Regions from separate parts of the Mus musculus genome. Here region 1 is linked to region 2. The links are chromatin contacts, called in public ChIA-PET maps. All regions are on one chromosome and are shown on one strand. Each heading gives the region's core, a stretch centred on a gene start, on an enhancer-like site or on the middle of the called end of the contact. The rest is flanking DNA. Distances are from core to core; before and after follow the strand shown.

Region 1 (2,988 bases), core at 315-2,814, 220 kb before region 2:
CAACAATGAGAATGGTAGGACTGGAGCTTCTTAAGAATAGAGACAAAGGGGTTTGAGTTCGATGCTGTGCTGGACAGTTTTATGTCAACTTGGCAAGCTAGCGTCATCCAAGAGGCGGGAGCCTCTACTGAGAAAAATGCCTCCATAAGATCAGGCTGCAGGGAGGCCTGTAGAGCAGTTTTGAATTAGAGATTAATGGAGGAAGGCCCAGCCCAGGAGGGTGCCATCCTTGGGCTGGTGGCCCTGGGTTCTATAAGAAAGCACGCCTTTAATCCCAGCACACAGGAGGTAGAGGCGGGTGAATCTCTGAAGCTGAGGCCAGCCTAGTTTACAGAGCTACTTCTGGTACAGCAAAGGTAACACAGAGAAACCCTGTCTCAAAAGGAGGGGGGGCGGGGGGGGGAGAGGGAAGGAGAAGGAAAAGAAGAAAGAGAAAAAGGAGGAGAGAAAGAAAGAAAAAAGAGAAAAAAAGGGAGAGAGGGAAGGAGAGTTAGAGAGGAAAGAAGAAAGGAAAAAGAAAGCTGGCCAAGAAATCCATAGGAAGCAAACATAGAAGCAGTGTTCCTGCGTGGCCTCTGCATCAGCTCCTGCCTCCGGGCTCCTGCCCCGCTGGAGTTCCTGTCGACTTCCTTCAATGATGAACTGCAATGTGGGAATGTAAGCTGGTGAACTTTCCTCCCTAACTTGCGTTCTGGTTATGGTGTTTCATCACAGCAATAGAAATCCTGACTAATACAGCTGAGATGCAGGCTCCATCAGCGCCTGCTCACCACCCAGGGCTGGCCATCTGTGTGACGCATCTATGCTGCAGGGCTGGCCTTCTGTGTGACACATCTATTCCGCCTCCTCACTACGACTTCACAAACATTGGAAGGTGGCTGCCAGTTTCTGTTCCAGGCTCTGTGTCATCGATCCTTCCACTGTCCCTCCTGCAGCATCATGTCCCTGATCCTTCTCCTCCCTGGCCGTTAGATATGTCTGTGTAATGGTTGGTCCTGGTTGTCAACTTGACTAGATTGAGGGATAGCTAGTGGATTAGAAAGGCATGTGTTTGTGATAGTGTTTCCTGGAACAATCCGATAATGAAGATCTGAGATACTGAACAGATTAGTCCCATGATCAAATTATAATATAATCTGAGAGTGTATTGAGAGGTGGTGGAAGTGGAGGCGGTATTTAGTTGGAGGAACTAAATCACTAGAGGCATCCTTGGGGCCTATATATCCCTGTATCCCACCTCTCTCCCTGCTTCCCAACTGCCACAATGATGTGAACTGTCTCACACAATGGACTGAATCCTCTAAAAATGTTGGCCAAGATATGTGTAGTCCCTTCAAATTGTTTCCCGATATTTTGTCCTGGCTATAAGAGAGGTAGCTAACACACACCCTTTTCTTCAGTCTGTTTTGTTGACATTGTTTCGTCTTTAGGGGGGGGGGAATCCCATCTATAAAGTAAACTAAGTGTGAACCAGGGCCTTGTGCAGCTGAAGAACTAGACCTCCCTACTCCAAAGACCAACCACAAGGCAGGACTAAGGGGTGATGGTTGTCAGGTGCCACAACTGACTCACGGTGTCTGGAGGGAAGACAGGGAGGCCACGGGGAGTTTCCTGCTGCAGTGCAAGCTCACATTCCCCTGCTGTCTCCTTCATCAAACACTTCCACTTTCAAGTTCATATTTTGCTTTTTCTCGTCTGTTTCTAGCTTTATGGCTAGAAGATTATTCAGCCATTACAAAGTAATTGTCATAGCACTGGTGGCAGGGGACAGGCTCATGAGAGCTGAGTCCCTCTCCTGAGTCTCCCCTTTTCATGCTTAAGTACTGAAGACCACAAAGCCATTTATTTTACCGCCGCTGTGAACCTCAAATTATGGAATTCAGGCAAATTGGAGGGTCTAGGGGGTGAGTTTCATGCAATTCACTGATAGCCTCAAGAGAGAGATGCGAGCCTTCCCTACCCATCCTCCTCTTTTCCTTCTCTTCAGTTAATTTCCTCCATTCTTTTACCACACATTACAAAACTGAAATGAAGAAATTCACGTTCTCAGCAACAAAGCCTAAAACCACAGGTGGCGCTCACTTGCATTACACAACTGCCTTTAAAAAACGTTGTGGAAAGACAGCTATGTGCACATGGCTTTTAACACAACTTCTGGGGTGAAGCAAACCGGCACTTTACTTAGAGGGCTTTTGTGTCAGAGTCTGAACTTCACAGCCTCGGGAGTTTTCTCACTGGTGGTTTAAAAGCGGTTTGTTATAGATTGCAGAAAGCCAACCAATGGGTATTCTGATAGCTGTGAGTCTCAGAGTAATTGGGCAGAGTAATTTTAATGAATAAATGAAAGGGAATTTTGTGGAACCAGAGCCCTAAGCTCACATCGTCAGGGTTCTAAGTTTAACTTTTCAGTCTTTAAGACTGAGTGAGAGCAGCAGGCAACCTCTGAGGTAACCTACTTGGATTTAGTAAAACTCCTGGGTAAAGGATTTTCCCAATTGCAAAGCAGAATTATTTCTTGACTCTTAACACTAGACTGGCTCTTTTGTAAGCCTTGCTACCTACTTCCTGTGTGGCCATGGCTCCTTTAGACATTTGCATACAGTGTTTAACACAGCTCCACTATAAAAATCAAAATTCCTCTATAGATAAGAAGGGAGGACTGGCCAGGCGTGGTGGCACATGCCTTTAATCTCAGCACTTGAGAGGCAGAGGTAGGCGAATTTCTTAGTTCGAGGCCAGCTTGGTCTACAGAGTGAGTTCCAGGACAGCCAGGGCTACACAGAGAAATCCTGTCTCAAAAAAAAAAAAAAAAAAGCAAAAACAAAACAAAAATAAAAACAAGAAGGGAGTACTGTGATGTAAACCATTACAGAATACTCTTCTCTGAACATGACATGACTACTGCCATCTTAAAATCAGGATGGCTATGATGTCAGCTGTCATTAAAAGACTGGGCCTTAAAACATCCCTTCACAGAGATCTCTCAAG
Region 2 (2,907 bases), core at 322-2,821:
GACATCTACAATGGCAAATGTAAAAAATTACAGAAAAGATGCCCATCCTGAGAAAGTGACACCAGAAATTTGAGACAGCATTTCAGAATCTATAGTTTTTGTTACTATATTGGACCTTTAATGAAATACTATATTTGGGGGCCAGTGAGATGGCTCAGTGGGTAAGGGTGCTCAACTCTAAAACAGACAGCCTGAGTTTGATCCCCAAGACTCACGTGGTAGAAGGAGAGATTGGATTCCTGAAAATTGTCCCCTGACCACCACATGAATGATATGTATACCCACCTCCCAAATAGAAAAAAAGAAGAGAGAGAGAGAGAGAGAAGGGGAGAGAGAGAAAGAGAGGGAGGGAGGGAAGGAGGGAGAGAGGGAGGGAGGGAAGGAGGGAGAGAGGGAGGGAGGGAAGGAGAGAGGGAGAGAGAGACAGGCAAAGAGGCAGAGACACAGAAAGAAAAAAAGAAAAAAGAAAGAAAGGAAGGAAGAGGGAAAAAGAGAAGGGAGGGAGGGAAGGCAGGGAGAGAAGGAAAGAAGGAAGGAAGGAAGGAAGGAAGGAAGGGAGGGAGGGAGGGAGGGAGGGAGGGAGGGAGGGAGGGAGGGAGGGAGGGAGGGAGGGAGAAACTTTAAGAGGAATATAAAGTTGATACACATGCCATGGAAAATTTTTGTGTCATATCCCCCAAATGCTTCAGTTACTAACAGGAACCACACAAAGAGACCCACATGCTCATCCAAAGAGATGAAGACCCTACTGTCCTCGGAAGAGACACAAAGACGTGTGTGAGAGACCTTTCCTCACCACACTTCCACTGTTCCCTACACAGGTCTCCCAAAACAAATTTGGTCAAACTTCTCAGCATTTGACTGCTTCCAACCTCAGTACATAGTGTGTGTATTGGGGAGAACCTAGCAATTAGCTCTCAAAACATGGAGCTATCAGAATACTAGTCTATACTCAGGGTAGGTATCAATAGAGAGTTGATAAGCCACACCCTAGCATACAGGCTAATTTTGACCTTCTATATATGCAACTATAGGTTCTATCCTTCAGACTCAAGTCTCTAAATGTAAATTTCCCATGGAGAATATTTTGAGGGAAGGATAGTGACTGTAGAAGGTAGCCCTGTTTCAAACATATTGCACACAGCATTGTCAATACCTAGAGCACTAATTCAAAGATAGCCTGTAATAATGTTTCCATTAGCAGATAACGTCACGTGAAGGCTTTATTCATAGAGGCTTAATTAACAACTGGTAATGATGGCTCATATCTGTAATCCCAAAATTTGGGAAGCTGAGGCAGGAGGATTAAGAGATCGAGATCACGTCCCCAAAGCCACACACACACACACAGTCAGCCTCATCACACATTGCTCTAAAATGTTCTCATGATTTTCTTTTCTTTTTGCCTTTGTTTATGGCTCCAACACAGTACAAGGTTCTTATGAAGTATGACACCCACAAAAACAAAACTATTCCGGTGGCTGAGAACCCCAACTTCATCTGGAAGAACCACAAGCTCCCCAATGACGTTCCTGGGCTGGGTAAGCCGTTCTTGCTGAGTTTCCTTCTCTCGATGTGGTTTCCGCGCAAGCTGTAGGCAGTTAGCTTGTTTATCTTTTCTTCTCATCTTGCCTAGACTCTCCAGGTTTGTGGCTGGGTTTTACAAGCCCAGTGAGTTCTGGTTAGACCCATCCACATTCGAACCCTGTCTTGAAGATGGTTTCCATATAAGCGGGACCCCCTAGAAAACAAAGTCAGAAAATCAGCAAAATTGAATAGACATAAAAATGTGTACTTTATCCTGTTACTGCTACAGACTCAATGTTTTAAGCAAGGAATATTTGCTGGATCTCACCTCTCCTCAGCTTTGCTCAGCACCTCAGGAAAGGATCTGTCTAGCCCTGTGTGACGCCTGCACGGTACTCACGCCACATTTGCTTGTTCATGTGTCTTTTTACAACATACTGTACAAGATTGGGGTCTAATAGTCACTGATACCTGTTGCTGAAGCATACTGCACTGGAATAATTGAATAATTATGTATTCAATTATTCAATATATTCAATACATTCAATATGTAATTTATTCTATATAATCTACAATATATATTGTAACATTAATATCATAAGAATATATAATGTTATATAATATTATTAAATATAATATAGTGATATATTATATTATATTAATTACACACACACACACACACAAACACACACACACACACACACACACACTGGACCCAGCACTAAAACCATTAATTTAGATGAAAAGGCAGGTCCAGGGTAGCATAGCCAAAGACAATTGCGTTAACATGAGTCAGTTTGCTTTGATTACAACTAAAAGCTTTCTCCTCTAGCAAAGCAGCCTGTTTACCGAGTTCCCTCCAGCCCTACTGTCCTAGGACTTAGAAATCACCCTGCTGTTCACTGTACATTCTTTGAGAAGCCGGCAGAATGCAACAACCAGAATAGCCACTAGAGGGCACAGATGGTTTGCCTTAGAAGTAGCCTGAACCTGACTTAACAGAGAAGCAAAATGAAAATGCGGTTGAATTTTAAACAACTGCATTTAGCCAGGTGGCTCACATCTGTAATCACAGTGTTGGGAATACCGAAGGGAATATTACCATGAGTTGAGGCAATCCTCGGCCACAAAATGAGATCCAGGCCAGCCTGGACTACTGAGTATGACCCTGTCTAAACAACAATGAACTGATTTCATTTAAATAGCATGTTTAAATATCTAATTATGGTCATTATGTCTAGCACAGGGGGTGCTCATTATGTAGGCAGGTAGGGACTGAAATGACCTGAGTGGCTCAGACTCATGCTCTGGCATGGGGGTGTATGATGCCACAGTGTGGAGTTGTATTTTTTCTACAGACTTCCTCTTTGTCTGGGGCTA

What was found. ChIA-PET counts read pairs in DNA pulled down with a chosen protein or histone mark.
Region 1: a contact with region 2 is called in an RNA polymerase II ChIA-PET map of memory CD8 T cells, with 65 read pairs. The contact joins two enhancer-like sites. A contact is called at or near these places in 3 of 39 promoter capture datasets (embryonic stem cells, hematopoietic stem and progenitor cells and pre-B cells), 6 of 484 Hi-C or Micro-C datasets (CD4 T cells, CD8 T cells, DN3 thymocytes and 3 more), 2 of 115 datasets of contacts at active chromatin or transcription factors (effector CD8 T cells and memory CD8 T cells) and 2 of 9 other capture datasets (embryonic stem cells and liver).

The regions. Positions count from the first base shown.
Region 1 is chr6:136,963,912-136,966,899 of GRCm38.p6, reverse strand. No RefSeq gene overlaps it. Among named protein-coding and RNA genes, the nearest start is that of Pde6h, 11 kb to the right of the region's middle. Within about 2 kb of position 1,564, at least 151 of the 459 cell types and tissues checked have an H3K27ac peak or open chromatin away from gene starts, as enhancers often do. A contact at or near this core is called in CD8 T cells, DN3 thymocytes, LSK cells and 3 more, where this site is marked.
Region 2 is chr6:136,742,550-136,745,456 of GRCm38.p6, reverse strand. It overlaps Gucy2c (guanylate cyclase 2c), which reads left to right. Exons shown (of 27, transcript NM_001127318.1): 10 at 1,430-1,541. Among named protein-coding and RNA genes, the nearest start is that of Gucy2c, 38 kb to the left of the region's middle. Within about 2 kb of position 1,571, at least 62 of the 459 cell types and tissues checked have an H3K27ac peak or open chromatin away from gene starts, as enhancers often do. A contact at or near this core is called in CD8 T cells, DN3 thymocytes, LSK cells and 3 more, where this site is marked.